2 separate regions of the Anas platyrhynchos genome follow, and region 2 is linked to region 1. The links are chromatin contacts, called in public Hi-C maps. All regions are on one chromosome and are shown on one strand. Each heading gives the region's core, a stretch centred on a gene start, on an enhancer-like site or on the middle of the called end of the contact. The rest is flanking DNA. Distances are from core to core; before and after follow the strand shown. Region 1 overlaps PREP (prolyl endopeptidase). Region 2 overlaps POPDC1 (popeye domain cAMP effector 1).

Region 1 (3,366 bases), core at 489-2,988:
GCTTGACAGCAACCCCAGTGAATATTAATGCTAGTTCTTTGAGTACTATCTGGGTAGTCACCACTGCAAGATTTAGGATAGGAAAGAGCCTTCTATTTTTAGTTCACAAATACAATCCCTCCAAATGCATATTATCATATCAAGACCATTTTAAGCTAATCAATTAGTTTTTACCACTTTTGCCCTTTTTATTATCAAGGTGGAAAATTGGGATGGGGTAAAGAATAAAATAAATCAATCACAGGTTGAGATAGAGACAGATAATCTCAGAGAAGGAAGGGAAAATAATAATAATAAATAATAATAAAAGAATATAGAAGACAAGCGATGCACAATGGAATTGCTCACTACCTGCTGACCGATGCTCATCCCATCCCCAATCAGTGGCTGACACCCCCAGCTGCTGTCACTGAGCACGGTGCCACACGGTGTGGGACATGCCTTTGGGCAGCCTGGGCCAGCTGTCCTGGCCGTGTCCCCTCCCAGCTCCTGGGGCACCCCCAGCCTCCTCGCTGGCCGGGCAGCACCAAGAGCAGGAGAGGCCTTGGCTCTGTGCGAGCACTGCTCTGTACCAGCTGGAACATCCCCGTGTTATCAGCATTATTCTCATCCTAAATCCAAAACACAGCACTGCAGCAGCTACTACAAATGCTTGTTTTGTTTTCTATTTGTATCACACTGGTTTAATCAACTACATTTCAGAAGAAGTGATAGCGGGTGATCACAGCAATGGTTGATTTCAGGATCAGGTCTAACAGAATCCCACTTTTTACACCCAGGAGGAGTCTGGATATACTCTAGGCAGCACATAGCCTTATTATATGTAAACATATCAGTGTGCTCTCCCACCATCCATTCCCTAGCCTAGAAAAACTGCTTTGGGCATTAACTCAATATCCCTATTCCTTCGATTTCCTACATGAGACAGCCTTGTTCCAAAGGGAACAAAGCAATAGGCACATGGGTATTTACAGGCATTCTCCTTAAATCTAGCACAGAGTAAGATTAGCAGCCTTCTGAGGTAACAGACTAACACTGAAACTGTTTTTTTCTGTGGTCATTAACTTGCTTTTGAGTGCAATGAAAGCCCCACAGCATCAGGAACTTGGCTCTGTAAGAGATTACCGTCCCTGTTTGCAGCCCGAAAGTTTGCCTGGCTGTTTCACTTGAGCAAACTGACAATGTTTTGAGCCTTCCCTGTTTATTTCTGTTCATTCTTCCCCTGTGGATGCTGCACTTTCACATTCTTGCAGTGAAAACGTGCCCTCGCCAGCACACGTCTGGCCGAGGTTGTTCCTCTGCACTCTGAATTTCATTTGCAAGTTCACCTCCCTGGCTGGGAACCACTGATGTAAACTGACAGCTCTGAACCTTAAAAAAATATATATATATATATATTTTCATCAGGTTATGGATTGCACGCAGTGTGTGTCAGACAACAAACCGTACTTGTTTACTTCTGGCAGAATTAGGACAGGAGGGTTCCCCAGCCCTCTCCTTTCCCTCCTGCTTACATTCCTGCCTCTACAGCAGTGACTTTTAACACCACCAACTGTGAAAGACTCTTATATAATTTACTGTTTAACTTTGACAATAACAGTCTGGCTGTGAAAGACAGTTATGATACACGAGTCTGGAGAAGAAACAAGAACACGCCACAGAGATAGAAGCCTGGGAAGCTCCTCTGCTTTCAGAGAGTACCGATGACATTGCAAAGGTTTTAAAAATCTTCATACCAGACTGCCATCTACTGGGATGTTACTCGAGCTCTCTCTCTGCTTCTTCCCAACTCCTCTACCATCCTAGAATCTGTACCAGAAAAGTTAAGTGTTTTCTCAACTAACGAAAAGATTTGATAGCATCTTCTTCAAAACTGACCTAGATATGAAGTATGATTAGCAATAAACAGATTTTTCTCAAAAGCAATCCATTCAAGTGCGGAGATGGAAATGCATCTGTCTTTCTATCCCAACACCAGTTCCAGCACCAGATTAAGCATGCTTAATGCTGGTGTTGAATGAGTAACAAGTTAAAATGCTGAAGGTATTTTCTTACCTGTTGCCTTGTAAATACAATAAGCTGACAAAGTTTTACTCAACCCTCTTCTGTCCTAATCAGTCACCTAGATTCTTCTCTCCACTGAAGCTAAAACCGCTCCAACTCCCTACAATGTACCCAAGATTACTTATTTTTTTTCAAGTATGATGGCAACATTAGAGCTTTTGCAGTCTCTGAAAGATCTCCTTGTCAGGTACTTTTCGCTGGCAAGTAAGGTATTATTCTCCATCTACCCTATGGTTTCAACACCTGCAATTTTTGCTCAAAACTTAAGTACAAAACTTCAAGTTCCATCCCTGATATAAAGAAAGGTTGTGTGCGTTGATACTTAAATCACCCACGCCATAATCCAACCGTCTTCCCTGGAGCTTGTGTACAACAGAAGAGAATCCAACTGTCTCTGCCTATTTGGCCAGCAAGGCCCTGTAATAAACAAATGTTTTTATTTTAATCTGACAAGAATGCAAGTAAGCAGACTTTCATAAAATACTGAGCTGTGCAAAGCTGTATTCTAAAATCTCTGGCAGCATATTAGTACCAGGTAAGAATATTTATATTTAGGGTAGTGCCAATAAGCTGTATCATTTGATTTTTACTAAGGCTACTTTTAATTTTTCCCTATTATTTTGTGGTCTTCCACTTTCTCAAGGACATGCTTTCAAAAAATTGACCAGAAAACTTGTTTGGATGGTCTGAAAAGGAGATTTTTGACCTATTCCACAAAGATGAAACCACATTTTGCAGTCACAGTGGTATACTTTAATTGCAGAATATTTGTTTTCTCCTGACCATTAAAAACCATCTTTCATTAATATCAGGAAAACAGAGCCACATTTAACAGCTAGAGCTCACAGCACACCCTAGAAAATCAGCTGTTTTATTTAGTACCACCACTCAGATAAGCTCATGGTTATTTACTGAGGCAGATCTCTGCTTTGCCACACCTTAAAATAGCATTTCTTCTTAAATATCAGTATCTCCAGAAGATTATGCCTCCTACAGATTAGGAGAAGTTATAAGCAGCCACGTTCATTTATTAAACAAGAATGCACAATAGTGATGTGTGTTCTCTATTCACCACCTTCCCCTTTATCCCAATATTCAGGGAGATGTTTCAATCCCGGTGATTTCAGAACTAGCACCTGCAATAGATTCTATTACTCTCATGTTCTATAGCAAGAACTACTACTACCAGTACACTCTTCCTATCCCTTATATTAAATGCTCAAAAGTGTGTGGGGTATATATTTTCATTTATCACAAATACTACCCAAGCATTTGGTATCAGAGAAAAAGACACTTTTTATG
Region 2 (3,877 bases), core at 380-2,879, 140 kb before region 1:
GACTTATGGAACCATATTTGAAGCTTATCACCCACAAGCTCAATCACTGGATGCCATCCATCCCACAGATGGGCCACTGAACTCCATGGGAATCACTCTGGAACTGACAATCAAGAAGAGATGGTGGGTTAATCCCAGAGAAACAGGATATAGCTACTTATTAAATTTCTGCACAGGAAGAGATAAGGCTGCTTATGTGACCTTGACATTATAATTTCATAACCTTTCAGGATGGTCTTTGCAGCCTTTATTTTTCTATAAAAGCTCAACAAGAGCATCCCAAACCTGCAGTCTTCACTTTTCACCCAAACATCCTCAAAATATGGAAAGTGGAAGCAAGTTTATAAACTTCAGAGATTTCTATGTGGCCTTGAAAAACAGACACCAATACCTATTTCCAAGGGCTTAATACAAAAAATTCTTCTGAGAGCTCCTGAGAACTTTCTTTTGCTTATACATAGCTGAACTTACTGTTAACTTTGTGTACATTTGCCACCCACAACAATATTAAAATATTTTATTTTTGTTTAACTTTTTTGATCTGTCCATACATACACCTCCATCAACTGTGACTTACTGTCTCCTCAAAACATTTAAATGGATCATTCTATTACATTGCTTTGGCGGGATTTTGTTACATGTCTCCCTTCTCCTATAATACCATCTCTGCCACAGGACTGAGAAGAGGAGGGCTGGAATACAAATGTTCAGACAAGATGATCAATAAAGTCACAGAATAATTGAGCTTGGAAGGGACCTCTGGAGGTCATCGTGTCCAAGCCTCTGCTCAAGCAGGGCCACGAAGAGTAACATTGCCCAGTATCTTGTGCAGACAGATTCCGAACATTGCCAAGGATGGAGACCCCACCACCTTTCTGGGCAACCTGTGCCAGTGCTCCATCATCTGCACAGTAAAAAGTGTTTCCTTATGTTCAGGTTTCAGTATGTGCCTATTGCGTGTTGTTCCATCACTGGGCACCACTGAAAAGAGCCTGGCATTGTCATCTTTGCATGTTTGCAACCTCCCTTTAGGTATTTATACACATTGACACGATCCCACTTGAACTTCTTCTTCTCCAGGCTGAACAGTCCCAGCTCTCTCAGCCTCTCCTCATAGGAGAGATGCTCTGGTCCCTTCATGATCGTGGCCCTTTGTTGGGCTCCCTCCACTACGTCTATGTCTCTTGTGTTGGGGATTGCCCTGAATTGTTTGATTTCAAAATATGTTCCATATACATGTGAAGTTGGGCAATTTGTTTGGTCCATAGCTTCTCCAGGAACTCACTCATTTTTAGGTCCCATACCAATTTAACTTGTACCTCTTTCTATCCACGAGCACTGCAAGTCAAAGAGAGAGAAATTCCTTTCCCTGATAAACATACAGGTAGCTCCCAAGACTCCTGAATTCAAAACAATAAAGACATGAGGAGATAACTTGGCCCTAGAGTGCTAATTCACTCCCTTAACTAGCACATAATTCAGATTTCATGATCTCCCTTGTGTGTTTAATACTTAGGAAAGAAAACATCCGCAACTACTTTCCTAAAGACCGATCAGGTTGGACACTGTAGATACACTTCAGATAGCCCTCCTTGTAACAGATTATTCACCCTCTGCAAGCACAGTTGACTCCTTCTCCAGTCATGCTTGTGGGTCATATTCCAAATGAGCCATATGGGTAGGTGTAATGTTTTGTTCAGCAATGGTTGAAATATTTTGGGATCCTGCCAAAGCTCCGAGTCAGAGCTCTGTAGAGACACTGATTAGACTCTTTCAGCTTCCACTCAGACTGGAAAAGCCAAATCTGTAAAGCTCCAAGGAGTCAAAACTGCAGAAATAATCTTTTGGTCAGAAAAGAAATTCACTGTTACTTAGCATGCCATGTTTAATAAAATAAATATTTAACTGAAAATATCAATTATTCATTTTGTAATATGGCTAACTTGTAATTATCTTCCATTCTTTTATTTCCTTAAAAATGTGATTTGTGAGCATGACTAAATAAAATTGATTTTGTGATGGGCAATATAATAGATGCAGACAGAAAATCTAATTTAAAATCTAACTTCTTCTTTTTTTTTTTTTTGCATCCTCTAGCTTTTTATAGAAAAACACTAAAAAAAAGAGCCTGAAAGTTCATAGTAAGCAGAATCTGTATGAGAGCTAAAAAGACATATGTGACTACCAGGCATCATTTCTTCCAGTAATCTTGCTGTTCATAGCCTGTAAAAAGGCAATTTATACATTGCTTGGGATACTACCCTGCTTCCATATATTTTCCGCTATTTAAATTCACACAATTTACTAAGAATTTAGAGCCTAGTTTTCAGAGATGCTGAGGACACAGACCACTCTTACAGTGGCAGGAATAAAAATATTTCAAAAACCAGACTCTGGACTCCAGTTCTCCTTTGTGGTACAATTTAAATTAGCATGAAGTGAATTTTTTTTCCTCATACTGCTAGAAAGCAGCAATGAAATGCATCTCACTTAATTGTGAGTATATAAAGGTAGGTTAGTAGTTAGCAATGGTTGTGCATGCTCGTTCTCTAGTCACTGGAGACGGATGGCAATATCACACCTTCAACAGGTATTAGGTAGGTGGCTTGAATGACACCGGATAAACTAGCTTAAACTAGATGTATAACCCTGGGACTGGTACTGTTTAATATCCTTATCAACAACATAGACAGTAGGCTTGAGTGTACCCTCAGCAAGTTTGCATATGACACAGGTTGCCCAGAGAGGTTGTGGATGCCCCATCCCTGGAGGTGTTCAAGGCCAGGTTGGATGAGGCCCTGAGCAACCTGGTCTAGTGTGTGGCATCCCTGCCTATGGCAGGAGGGTTGGAATTAGATGATCTTTGACGTCCCTTCCAACCTGAGCCATTCTATGACTCTGTCAAAGCGAGACAAGATGACTCCAGTTCTTCATTCCTCTTTCATAAGGTAAACTTATTGTCTCAGAAGTAGAAGCCACAACACATTATTTGTACTCTTTGAAAGTGCTCTTAATTGTTAGACTCAAGTGTAATCTGCTTCCTCTCAGAGGCCTTTCATTTCTGGAAGTGCTTATGTCCTGAACTATGTAATATTTCAGTGTCAGTATGTGACAGAGACTACATAAGAACGCAGCTGATGCCTGTGTAGAGCACTTCCCAGTTACAAGTATTTGATATTCCTCCTACATTTTAACATTTTTGTTGCCTGAACATTTCTGTCTTTAGAAAGCAGTTTAATATTGAATAAGATTGAGGGAAAGAGAGATTTAGTAAAGGCATCAGTGGTGGTGGTTTCAAGATTTTAATTTGTTCTCTGTCCAGGATTATAGAGAATGTCAAGATGTAGTCATTCATTCTTAAAGTCAACAGAACTGACATTTGTTTTAAGAATGCTCTTCCTGTAGTAATTCTAGTCCCAGCAGAAAGAGCAGCTAGAAAGTTTTCATAGGGAAGACTGTTTCTTCAAGCTCCCCACTTTTGTTCCCTGGATCTGGTTGAGATCTGGAGTATGCAACTCTATAGGCATCTATCTCAACTAAGTGTTGCAAGCTTCATCACTACAAGAAGTATTTTGAAAGATGAGTGTACACATCTACAAAAATCAGGGTTAAATGATTTCCTATGATATACATATACAGACGTGCCAGAAGGGTTTTACGTGTCCAAACAAGAAAGAGCAAACTTAAAATTCCACCATGTCACTTTCTTTGGTCATGGAATTGGTGGAAAACCACATTTGGATCATGGTGGAATGTGTAGAGTTAGCATATACACGCAGGAAACCATTTTAAATACAGCTGATTTCAACTACTTATTATCTGTCACTTGTTAACTTTAAGAACTCTCACTGTCCAAGACAGAATTTAATCTTTACCC

What was found. Hi-C and Micro-C count contacts between places; a contact is called where the count stands out from the background.
Region 2: a Hi-C map of liver shows a contact between it and region 1, with 2.5 times the contacts expected there. The contact joins two enhancer-like sites. A contact is called at or near these places in 3 of 8 Hi-C or Micro-C datasets (F1 follicle, liver and subcutaneous adipose tissue).

The regions. Positions count from the first base shown.
Region 1 is chr3:74,894,078-74,897,443 of IASCAAS_PekinDuck_T2T, reverse strand. The region is part of intron 6 of PREP (prolyl endopeptidase); the gene reads right to left. Among named protein-coding and RNA genes, the nearest start is that of PREP, 17 kb to the right of the region's middle. Within about 2 kb of position 1,738, at least 1 of the 8 cell types and tissues checked has an H3K27ac peak or open chromatin away from gene starts, as enhancers often do.
Region 2 is chr3:75,035,198-75,039,074 of IASCAAS_PekinDuck_T2T, reverse strand. All of the region lies in intron 5 of POPDC1 (popeye domain cAMP effector 1), which reads right to left. Among named protein-coding and RNA genes, the nearest start is that of POPDC1, 33 kb to the right of the region's middle. Within about 2 kb of position 1,629, at least 2 of the 8 cell types and tissues checked have an H3K27ac peak or open chromatin away from gene starts, as enhancers often do.